Linked DNA regions of Mus musculus: region 1 is linked to region 2. A link is a contact called in public HiChIP or PLAC-seq data. All regions are on one chromosome and are shown on one strand. Each heading gives the region's core, a stretch centred on a gene start, on an enhancer-like site or on the middle of the called end of the contact. The rest is flanking DNA. Distances are from core to core; before and after follow the strand shown. Region 1 has its middle 20 kb from the start of Coro1c. Region 2 has its middle 6.3 kb from the start of Mir7229.

Region 1 (5,760 bases), core at 632-3,131, 600 kb before region 2:
TCTCAACAAAACAGCTGTGCACACAAAATGTAGTGAAGACAGAGCTATCGGTGGGGCCAGCAATGTCTGCTCATATGAGGATTGCTAATAATACATGCAGAACTCCACACAGGCACATGCTCTGTGCTGTATGGCTGGGAGGACAGAGACAGGAGGATTATGAGTTTGAAACCAGCCTGGGCTACATAGGGAAATCCTATTTAAAAAAAAAAAAAAAAAAATATATATATATATATATATATATATATCACAGGACAGCCAGGATTATATAGAAAAACCCTGTCTCACCTCCCAAAAATACACACACACACACACACACACACACATGCACACATAGAAAAAAATCACAATGGGCTGGAGAGAGATGGCTTAGCAGTTAAGAGCACTGATTGCTCTTCCATAGGCCCCGAGTTCAAATTCCAGCAACTACATGGTGGCTCACAACCATCTGTAATGGGATCTGATGCCCTCTTCTGGTGTGTACTTATAATAAATAAATAAATAAATAAATAAACCTTAAAAAAAGAAAGAAAGAAAAGAAAAAAGAAAAAGAAAATCACTGGACAATGAACACATAGTACGCCCCTCTGAGCTGCGGTCTTATGTACAATGTGAAGTAGTTGGTCCAGGTTGGGACGCAAGTCATCCTTCAAGGACAAGCTATAATGGTCTGAGAACAATGGGCCACCCATTCACTGACCAGATCCTCTGCTTCCTGCCTCCTCGTTACCTTTAAGGACCAAGAGTCACAAACACAGGGTCACTAGAGAAGCAGCCTTGAGCAGGGATGTGCACACCTCCGTCCTGACAGACCCTATCCAAAGTACAGGATCTGCCACTCTCAAAGCCAGAACCAGGTCCTGGGCAGTTCTTCCCCGGAGGGATCCTGAACAGGAGAACAGGGCAGCCTGGGAGCGTAGGCTTGGCGCTGCTGCCGTCCAGAGGCAGAGGCACATCCTGTTCTGCGGTTGCCATGGTATATCCGAAAACATCTGCCACAACACAAGGCTGGGGTGGCGCCTGGCAGGAGAGCTCTGGCCGAAGAAGGGCCTGGGCGGGCTGGGCACCAGACTGAACAAAGTCAGCAGCTGGGCAGGGATTAGGAAAACGTCCCGAAAAAAAAAAAACGTCCCAGATCTCCCGCACACATGTGCACAGTTCACACACACACACACACACACACACACACACACACACACACATTTATCTGGGAAGCAAGGCTTGCTGCATATCTAACTCAAGCAGATTTCCTGAAGAGTTCTCAATTCTCTATTTTTGGTTTTGGGATTTTTTTTTTCCCTTTTGCTTTTTTTTTTTTTTTTTTTTTTTTCCTTTTCTGGATTTAGTTTGGTTTGCTGTTTGGAGAAAAGGTCTCCTGTAGCCAGGTTGGCCTAGAATTTGCTGCATAGCTGAGGATAACCTTGGACTCCTGATCTTCCTGCCTCCACTTACCCAGTGCTGGAGTTGCAGGCTGTATCGCAGTGTGTTTATTAGTTATTATTTTCTGTGTATGGCTATTTTGCCGGTGTGTATGTGTGTGTATACCAGAGGTCAGCCAGGCATCAGATCCCCTGGGACTGGAGTCACAGAAATTCATGAGCCTCTGTGTGGATGCTGGGAATCAAATTCAGGACCTCTGGAAGGTAGCCTGTATCTTAACAGCCGGGCCATCTCTCTGCCTACCTTTTTTGTTTTGTTTTTATATTGTTGTTATTTGGGACAAAGTCTCACCCCGTTGTAACCCAGGCTGGCTTCAAGTCTATAGTAATTACCCTGCCTCAGCCTTCCTAGTGTTGGCTTTATGGATGCTACCACACCCAGTGCTAATTCTCTGTTTTCTTCTTTGAAACCCAGAGAGGAGATCCTGAGTCAGGCCAGAGGCTTCCTGACTTCCTGCCTGGACCCGCTCCCGGCCACGCCCACAGAACTTCCCAAACCTATGTCTCTCCAAGATGCAACTCACTGCCCTGTTGTCTCAGGAGCTGCTGATGTTTCTCATGGATAGTCCATAAAATACAGTCTTGGTGACAGTCAGTTGTAGGTTATGGAGGAGGAGTGACCCTAAGCCGGGAGGACCCCGTGCCTGAGGAGCCAGGAAGACCCGTGCTGAGGAGTCAGGAGGACCCGTGCCTGAGGAGTGTTACACACCTGCAGACTAAACGGGAGTCCCTGACTTGGAAGGGGTCTGCACAGATCTGTCAAACTAGATGGCTGGCTGAGTTGATCCCATGTGATGAGGTCACAGGTATTAGTGATACGTTTTCTTTTCTTTTCTTTTTTAAAGATTTATTTACTTATTTATTACATGTAAGTACACTGTAGCTGTCATCCAGAAGAGGGCATCAGATCTCATTACAGATTCAGATCTCATTACAGATGGTTTTGAGCCACCATATGGTTGCTGGGATTTGAACTTAACCGCTGAGCCATCTCTCCAGTCCAGTGACACGTTTTCTAAGAGAGAAACTGAGGCACGGAGAGGTGATATAACACTCCCCCGCCCCGCCCCGCCCCGCCCCGCCCACACCCATGCTATGGCTACATGAATATGCAAAGTAGGGTTTTTGGGGTTTTTGGGTTTTTTTGAGACAGGGTTTCTCTGTACAGCTCTGGCTGTCCTGGAACTCACTTTGTAGACCAGGCTGGCCTCGAACTCAGAAATCTGCCTGCCTCTGCCTCCTGAGTGCTGGGATTAAAGGCGTGCGCCACCACGCCCGGCTTGCAAAGTAGATTTATTTTGGACAGGAAAGGAGGCAGATTGAACCCAGGGCCTCACACAGGCTAGGCAGCCTCCTTATTTTTCTAACAGTCTTAGAAAAATTGTCCGGGCTAGCCTTGAGACTGCAATTCGTCCAGTCTTAGCCAGTCCGTTATTAGGTTGGGGTCTAATGCCTTACCGGCCTGCGCCACTAACGCTACAGTCCATAATCCCCAGTCCCATCCCTTAGCTGCTTTTCTAGGTACCAGAAGTCCTCAATGGCTCCTTGAAGCCACAGGCAATCCTCACTCTAAAAAGCCAAGTCAATCCTCACTCTGAAAAGCCATAGGTGAGCTGGGGTGGTGGCTACCCTCTGCTCCCCAAGTCTGTGACCCATCTGTTGGGCTTTGTTTCTGGGCTCCAAGGCTGTCCACTTTGTTTACCCACTCAAGAAGCCTAGAGTCATCTGAAAGGAGGGAACCTCAATTGAGAAAATGTCTCTATAAGATCCAATTGCAGTTGTGTTCACTTCGGCAGCACATATATTAAAAAAAAAAATTGGAACGATACAGAGAAGATTAGCATGGCCCCTATGCAAGGATGACACTCAAATTCCTGAAGCGATCCATTAAAAAAAAAAAAAGTCCAACTGCTGTACATTTTCTTAATTAGTGATCGATGGGGAAGGGCCCTGCCTATTATGGATGGGGCCAGCCCGTTATGGGCGGGGCCATCCCTAGGCTGGTGGTCCTGGGTTCTCTAAGAAAGCAGGATGAGAAGCATGGGAACAAGCCAGTAAGCAGCACCCTCCATGGCCTCTGCATCAGCTCCTGCCTCCAGGTTCCTGCTCTGCTTGAGTTCCTGTCCTGACTTTTCTTCAGTGATGGACTATGATGAGGCAGCATAAGCCAAGTAAGCCCGTAAGCCCTCTCCTCCCCCATCTTGCATTGGTGGTGTTTATGACGTTGATAGTAACCCTGACTAGGACAGTGTGATGATCACCCTGTTCTCAAGCCCACTTTCTTTCTTTCTTTCTTTCTTTCTTTCTTTCTTTCTTTCTTTCTTTCTTTCTTTCTTTCTTTCTTACTTTTTTTTTGTTTTTTTGAGACAAGCCCACTTTCTATAGCTGCAGCTGTGATGGGGGCTTGGCTGGGATCTTTAGTTAAGGATGACGTTTCTTTAGTCACACTGGACAATGTGGGTCACCCCTTCAGGGGATGCTTAGAATACAAATGACTTACACAGGTAGACCAACTAGAGGCAGACAGAATCACAGAACTGCCTCCTCCAATAAGCCATGTCTGGAAGGACCTCCTCTAAACTCTGCCAAGATGGCCTTTCTGTGTGAGCACCCTGTGAGAATTCCCAGGACAGTGAACTCCCTGAAGGTAGCAGCTGGGGCAGGGTTATCATGGTCTACCCGTGCCAGATATAGTATGTGCTCAATAAATACTTGTTGAATTGAATTGAATACTTAAAGAAGATCACTCTAATAAATGAATGCAGGAGCTTATCTCTCTGTCTTTCTTGGTCATGAGAGGTTTCGGGGAGCAGGGCAGACCTGAGTTACAGTTTTGCTCTGCCACTTCCTGGATGCACATAACCTCTCTGAGTCTCTGTTCTCACTTTTGTAAAAACAGGCATGCAGGGCTGGAGAGACGATGGTTCAGTGGTTAAGAGCACTGACTGCTCTTCCAGAGGTCCTGAGTTCAATTCCCAGCAACCACGTGGTGGCTCACAACCATCTGTAATGGGATCTAATGCCCTCTTCTGGTGTGTCTAACAGCTACAATGTACTCACAAATAAAATAAATAAATAGATATAAATAAATAATAGACATGCAGTCTGAGGGAGAGTTGGATCTCAATGACCGGCACACGGTAGGTCTCAGCAACACTGCAAGCAGATGATTCAGGCCCTTAAGTCCATCTCTGGGGGTTTAAAGCTCTATTTCGGTACTGATGACCTCTCTGTGGCCTGGGCCAAATGGTGCTTTCTAGACTTTATGTCTCCGACTCCTTACTTAGGGTAGATAAGAGCATAGGTCACTGGGTTGTGACAGAAATTAAGGAGACACCTGTGTAGTTAAACTACCTGAGAGCATGAACTTCAGTGACCCTGAATGAGCTACTAGAGACCAAGGGTGTGGTCTTCTCTTTCCACCCCCCCTTTTTTTTTTTTTTTTTTTTTTGGTTTTTGGAGACAGGGCTTCTCTGTATATCCCTGGCTGTCCTGGAACTCACTTTGTAGACCAGGCTGGCCTCGAACTCAGAAATCTGCCTGTCTCTGCCTCCCAAGTGCTGGGATTAAAGGCGTGCACCACCACACCCAGCTTCCATCCCCTTCTTAAGGCCACACTCAGTGTCACATGTACACAGTAGGAACACAGATTTTTTTTTGGAAAGCATTGAATCTCCCAATGTATACCCTGAACATCCTCCTCACTCCGAGATTTTCCCCACAGGACTTTCATGTTTTTCCAGCCCAGGTGGACACAAGGCTGTGCTCTGTGGCGGCCTTTTGTGCTGGCTGTGGTGGTGACTGGTCTTTCTCCGGCAGAGCTCCTCTGGATGGATGGTCACAGAGATGTGGGGATGACCTGGGAGGGGGTAGAGACCCTCCAAAGGTGGCTCAAGGGGACCCAGTCAATTAGACAGGAGAGTGTGATTCTACCTATCAGCAGCATCACTGTCATGTGACTGTCCCCAAGTCCCTCTGTCATCCTGAGTGATGCTTCCTAGGTGAGGATGTTGGCATCTCTGGTGGTAGGATGGATGTAGGAAAGTGTGAAGTATACAGTAAGTGCATCAATCTCTGCTGTGCCAACTGTGGGAGATGGAGGCCCAAAGAGAACCACTTCTCTTGCTGGTTTCAGTTGAGCCTTAACCATTCTCCCTGCAGCCCAGCTGTGCTTAGGGTGGACCGGGCAGGGGTCTCCCCGGTCTACACATGGGTGGGGAATCACCTTCCCTGTTGGGCGCCAGGGATGAAGATGACAGGTTCTCGCTCTTGGACATCCCAGACCGCTGTATGTCTTAGAAGAGCTGAGAACAGACCCTCC
Region 2 (5,743 bases), core at 2,108-4,607:
AGTGTGGTGTCTAAACAATTGTATCCAGATACTCCTGCATTTCTCTTTCTTTTTTTAAACTTGTGATTGATTCTAAGCCTTCGTATGCAGAAAACTGTGCACATTCGATGTCTACATATTACTGAGTTTGGACATGTGGATGCCCTGTCATCCTGCCAACGCCTCGGGGATACCTTACTATGTCCATAGCAATAACTATTGCTGTGAGGAGCCGCCATGACCAAGACAACTCTTATGAAAGAAAGCCTTTAATTGGGGACTCTATTGTCCATTGAGTGTCAGAGGTTTAGACGTGACTACCACTGCAGGGAAGCAGGCAGGCACAGCACTAGAGCGGTAGCCCAGAGGTGTTTTTTTTTTTTTGTTTTTGTTTTTTTTACATCCCGATCCACGGGCAGCAGGTCGAGGCACTGGGGCTGGCATGGGATTTTGGAACCCTAAAGCTCAGTTCCCAGTAATATACAGACTCGACAAAGCCACACCTCCAAATCCTTCCAAGCTGTTCTCCCAACTTGGGTTCAGCCACTCAAACCTAGGAGCCTGTGGGTGCCATTATCATGCAAAACCACCACCACCAACAACAACCCACACGTCCCTACTCCACTTTTCTCCAGTGTCTGTAAACCCAGGGGCTTGTGCATACTGAGCAAGCTCCTCCCACTGAGCGCTGCACCCACCCTTATTTTGAGGCAGGCACAGGTAGAGGTGGGGCGGTGAAGTGGGAGTGTGGTTTTCCACACCACAAAGGTGGAGGTCAGAAGCCAACTTACAGGAGTCTGTTCTCTCCTTCCACCAAGTGGGATCGCAGAATTGAACTCAGGTTTTCATACTTAGCCACAGACACCTTATCTGCTGAGCCATCTCACCAGCCCACAGAAAGGTTTTTTTGTTTTTTTTTTTTTTAAATGAACAATTAGTCCTACTTACCTACGAGAAAAGTGCGTCTGAAAATGTAATTTCAGTGCCACTGTTTGGTTTTTGAACCCCCGTCATCCATCCCAGTCCTCGGTCATTAAACAAGGAAGGTGTAGTCCCCAAATCCCCGTCTCCAAATGTCTTCCCAGACGGCACACGGATAGAAACAACCCAAGCCAGGGCTGTAGAGATGGCGCTGTCTGTATTTTTGTTTTACAAAGAAATTTATAGCTGGGGCTAGGGAGATGCCTCACTCGTTCAGAGAGCACAGGGCTGCTAGTAAAGGATTCGATTCCCGGCACCGGCATGGAAGCTCACGCATGTGACTCCAGTTGCAGAGGATCTCCCGCCCTCTCCTGGCCTGTATAGGTACTGCATGCACATGGGGCACAGGCACCTGCCGGCAGAGAATAAAGAACTTTTATATTTAATACTAGAACACGTATTTTACCCACATTCTTCTCACCTCATCTCTTGTTTTCAGATATTCTGAGTTTATTTTTACTCAGTATTGAGGAAGTGACGTTGTTGATAAGTTATAATTATCTAAGTACAAACTCAATTCCAGAGGAACTTAGCCAATTAGTTTTTCTACCACTTAGAAATGATGGGACGTGTTTGAGGTATAGATTTTTTTTTTACATATACAGAAAAACAATTGCTACATAAAATAATCACATGCCCATCATCCGCCCCTCCTCGTCAAACCAACAGCATGCCATATATAAAATGTATATTGTTTTCATTTGCTTCTTTGATGTCATACCCAATAAGTTGCCAAACGAGGGCCATTTAAAAAAAAATCTACCTGTGCTTGCTTCCTAATTTTCAGTGTTACATTTAAAGTTTCATCTTTCGGGTTCCGTTTTTAGGCATGGGGTGAAGTACAGGCCCAGCTCAGGTCTGTTGTATGCGAGCATCTCCACCGAGGAGATTGTCTGTTGAAAAGACGTATCAATTCCTCTAATGAATAGTCAAAATCTCTTTTTTAAAAAACGCAAATTAGCCACGGGTAGGTAAGTTTACTGCTAAGCCCTGTGATAACCCCACTGATATGTGTGCCCATACGCAGTACACCACTACGGTGTTTGCAGGTGAAGCTTGGCAGAAGCACTTAGATTGGGTTGTGTAAATCCTCTGTGCTTGCTGGGCTTCTGTCACTAACAAAATACCTAAGGAAGAAATCACCTGGAAAAGAGGAAAGGCTGATTTTGGCTCTGGGTTTTGGAGGTGTCAGCCCGCACGCGGGGCAGCCAGCCAGCCCCACTGCTTTGCGGTTGCCTAAAAGCCATGGTCATGTAATGGGGTGAAACGGGGTCAGGGGCGGGGAGGAGAGACACTGGCATCTTGCAAAATGTTCATTGAGGGCATGCTCTAATGCCTCTCTCTCAGCCTCACCATTGCCTTCCACCTCGCTGAACTGTGGTCCAAACCTTTAACACTTTGGGATGTAATCGGATCCAAATGGTATCACCCGACAACTTTAGTTGATTTCTCTGTGTGTGAGCTTTATGCTCGTTCATGTGCACACATGTGTAAGCAGACATGTGGAGGCATGTATGGGTTGACCTTAGGTCTCTTCCTCAACCGATTTGAAGCTGGGTCCTTACACTGTATATAGCAAGCTCTCTATAGACTGGGCTGTCTCTGTCTGCAGAAACACTGCCCCCATTCCTCCCCCTACACACAACTTGAATTACCTGTAAATCTGTATGGTTATTAAGGTTGGCTTTTTTTTTTTTTTAAATCAAGACTGAATAGTGTTCCATGTGTATATGTGGCACAATTACTGTTTGGTTCATCTATTGACAACAGTCTGTTGTTTTGAATCCACAGCATTGTGCCCTCTAGGCTATGCAGCATCCCCCAACCCAGCAATAGAATTTAGATGAAAAAGTTTGTCTTAGTTAGGGTTTTATTGTTGTGAAGGGAAACCTTGGACAAGGCATTTAACTGGGGCTGGCTTACAGTTTCAGAGGTTCAGTCAGTCCATCATCGTCATAGGAGGAAGCATGGCATTGTGCACACAGGCATGGTGCTGGAGAAGGACCTGGGAGTTCTACTTCTTGATCCACAGAGTGGGAAGGAGACTGTCTTCTGCAGGCAGCCAGGAGGAGGGTCTATCTCTGGAACACAGCTTCTTTGTGCTGTCGGAAAATGCTTCCCAGATTTCACCTCAGTGATGCTGGTCTCTTCTTAATCATTGCTCATTTCTTAGCTCCAGCTAACCAGCATAATTGTCCCAGCTGTCCCCTCTATTCTTGACTCTAAAGCCAAAGCCAAAGTCACGTAGCCAAAGCTGCGGGAGTTTTGTTGCTTGCTGAGGCTGGGGCATGGCCCACTTGTTCTTTTCTGTTTTTCTAACTCCTTCACTGCTTCAGGTTGTCTGTCCTGGAATTTGCTTTGTTGAGTGACCTTGAACTCTGCATGCTCCTGTCTCCTGAATGCTGTGATTAAAGGCGTGCACTACCATGCTGGGATTTAGGTCTTTCTTTACCTGGAACTTGCTCTATACCAGGCTTGTCTTGAACTCAAAAGATCTGCTTGCCTCTGTCTTCTGGGATTAAAGGCACAAACCATCACACCTGGACCTTTCTTTAATTCCTTTTCATGAGATCTTTAGAAGTTCTGGATTGTAGTTCATTTCAGAGGTAGTCAAGTTGGCAACCAAGAATTAGCACGGCAACATTGTATTTGATGTTTAGACCCCTCGGGAAGTTCCTGGCTAATGATTATGCATTGTCTTCTCTTTTACTGTGAGCCCTTAACCTCAGCAAAAGTTGGTAGCGTGTCAGACTTCCTTGGCTGGGGGGGCAGGGAGGGTCACTCCCAAGTACTTTGCTCTTTGGGATGCTCCTGGGGATGGAATTGGTTTTTTTCTGAATCGCCTATTTACCAACGTAACTAGACGTCTGCACATGGCTGGCTGCGTGCCACTTGAGGTTGAGATGTGTGTGAGTGGTTGAGTGCACTGGTGGGTGGGTGCCACGGAGAAGTCCCACACCCCAACCAAGGTCATGAGGTCTCAAGGACTTGTCACTAGAGTGTCAGGTGACCAGGCTGGCATGCCGCTGTGCTTGTTGTCCCTAAGCCTGAGTGCCTGAGCACAAGCGCACCGTCTGCAGCGAGGACCCTAGAAAGTACACATTGGCTCTGCAGCTGAAGCTGGAGGCAGAGCAGCTCACCTGGACAGTGGAGATCCCTGGGCCTGCAAGTGCCACGCCAGAGGTGCCGACCCTGGACTCTGCTGTTTGGAGCAGGTCACTCTGGGGGCCCTGGGGGGGGGATCTCCAGGAGCTGCAAGGACAGGATTCCCTCTGCTACCTGTGCGTGACCACACCCCGGTCTGTTCTCACTGACACTTAACCCTGGGAAGTCTCTTTTCTCCTCCAGTGTGTTACTGTCTCTGAGGAGATGGCCCGGAGAGGTGATGGCTGAGTCTAGAGACCTTCCTGCATATAAGTCTAAGGACTAGAAAACTCCCAAGACCCCTTCACTCCCCCAGTGCTGATGGTGGAAGTCAGTGACAAGAGCGAGTGGGCCAGGCAGGGGTGGCAGACGGCATGTTGGTGTCGGGGTGGAGAGGCCAGGTGGATGTTCTATGAGAAGCAGTCATGGTCAGGCAATGGCTCTGGGTGCTCACAGAGACCCTTCCTGCTAACAGATCATGAAGGCTCAGGTACTCTTGGACTTCAAGAGTGTATGCCATCTACCATAATAAAAGCTGTGTCTTCTTTCTGAGGGAAGCAGTTTCCAGGCAACCTGCTGGCCACACACACACACACACACACACACACACATGCTTCTGCGCAAGTTGCTTCCCGTGCAAGGTGCCACCAAAAGGTATTTACAGGTTTGGCTGGCTGACTCATGCCATTGCCAATGCAGCAGAGGGGAAAAGGTAGGTCGTGAAGGCCTCTGAGTCTATTTTCCATTACTCTAATGGAATGCCCAAGGCTTGGTAACTTCTTAAAAGTCACCAGGATTGAGGCGTGACCAACCACCCGCCCTGGTGGGTTTCCACTCTCTTAAGACCTCACAGTGAGAGTTAAATGGTCCAGAGACTAACCCCAAACAGTGCCCTCCTCACCCCATCCCTCACCCCCACCACCTGTACACCAGCCATCTCTTCAGGCATTCCCTAGCCACAGGCTGCTTTAGGAACCACTGGTCGGGGCTGGCTAGCTCTCAGTACAGAGCAGTGCTTCCTGCAGTGACCCCCTGCCCAGGTTCCAGGGCAGAACCTGGTCCCTTCAGTCACCTGAGCAGATAATTTAAGTCAACCTTTGCAGCCAGGCCTTGTCAAGAATTTCTTTGGGGGAGGGGAGCAGGAGAAGACGGAAGTCAGCTACTGTTGGTGTCCCTACTTGTGAGACAGTCGAACAGGGTCTGAGAAACCACCTGTGGAGAGAATGGAGGACAAGAAACACAAAGAATGGACAGCAAGTCAAAAAATTCTGATCAAGCTGACAAACTTTATTTTTCCCAGGCAGGTTTTATACCCAATAGAAGCAGGATATGGGGAGGGGGGTGACGCAGAATTGCTTTGTTTCTGGGGGAATGCACCTGTTCCCAAAAGCAGGATATTTGCTAGGTAAAAAGTTCAGTAGGAGGAACAGAACAGAATGGGTTGCTAGGTACCTGTCCACAAGATCTATAGCTATTTGTTCTTAACTGGGGGTAGTGCTTTCCCATAGAGGCCTCAACTTTTCCCACAGAAATCTCAACTAAGATAGTACTTTTCCACTAAGGCCAAGACTTTGTAAGCAAGCACTTATGGCTGACAAGGCAGTTAACATTCAAACAGGGTCACTCTCAACTTGTTGGG

What was found. HiChIP or PLAC-seq counts read pairs in DNA pulled down with a chosen protein or histone mark.
Region 1: an H3K27ac HiChIP or PLAC-seq map of embryonic stem cells shows a contact between it and region 2, with 2.8 times the contacts expected there. The contact joins two enhancer-like sites. A contact is called at or near these places in 1 of 39 promoter capture datasets (frontonasal cranial neural crest), 1 of 484 Hi-C or Micro-C datasets (embryonic stem cells), 2 of 115 datasets of contacts at active chromatin or transcription factors (both in embryonic stem cells) and 1 of 9 other capture datasets (embryonic stem cells).

What each region holds. Positions count from the first base shown.
Region 1 is chr5:113,926,297-113,932,056 of GRCm38.p6, reverse strand. It overlaps the pseudogene Gm22056. Among named protein-coding and RNA genes, the nearest start is that of Coro1c, 20 kb to the right of the region's middle. Within about 2 kb of position 1,881, at least 131 of the 459 cell types and tissues checked have an H3K27ac peak or open chromatin away from gene starts, as enhancers often do. A contact at or near this core is called in embryonic stem cells, where this site is marked.
Region 2 is chr5:113,327,960-113,333,702 of GRCm38.p6, reverse strand. No RefSeq gene overlaps it. Among named protein-coding and RNA genes, the nearest start is that of Mir7229, 6.3 kb to the right of the region's middle. Within about 2 kb of position 3,357, at least 5 of the 459 cell types and tissues checked have an H3K27ac peak or open chromatin away from gene starts, as enhancers often do. A contact at or near this core is called in embryonic stem cells, where this site is marked.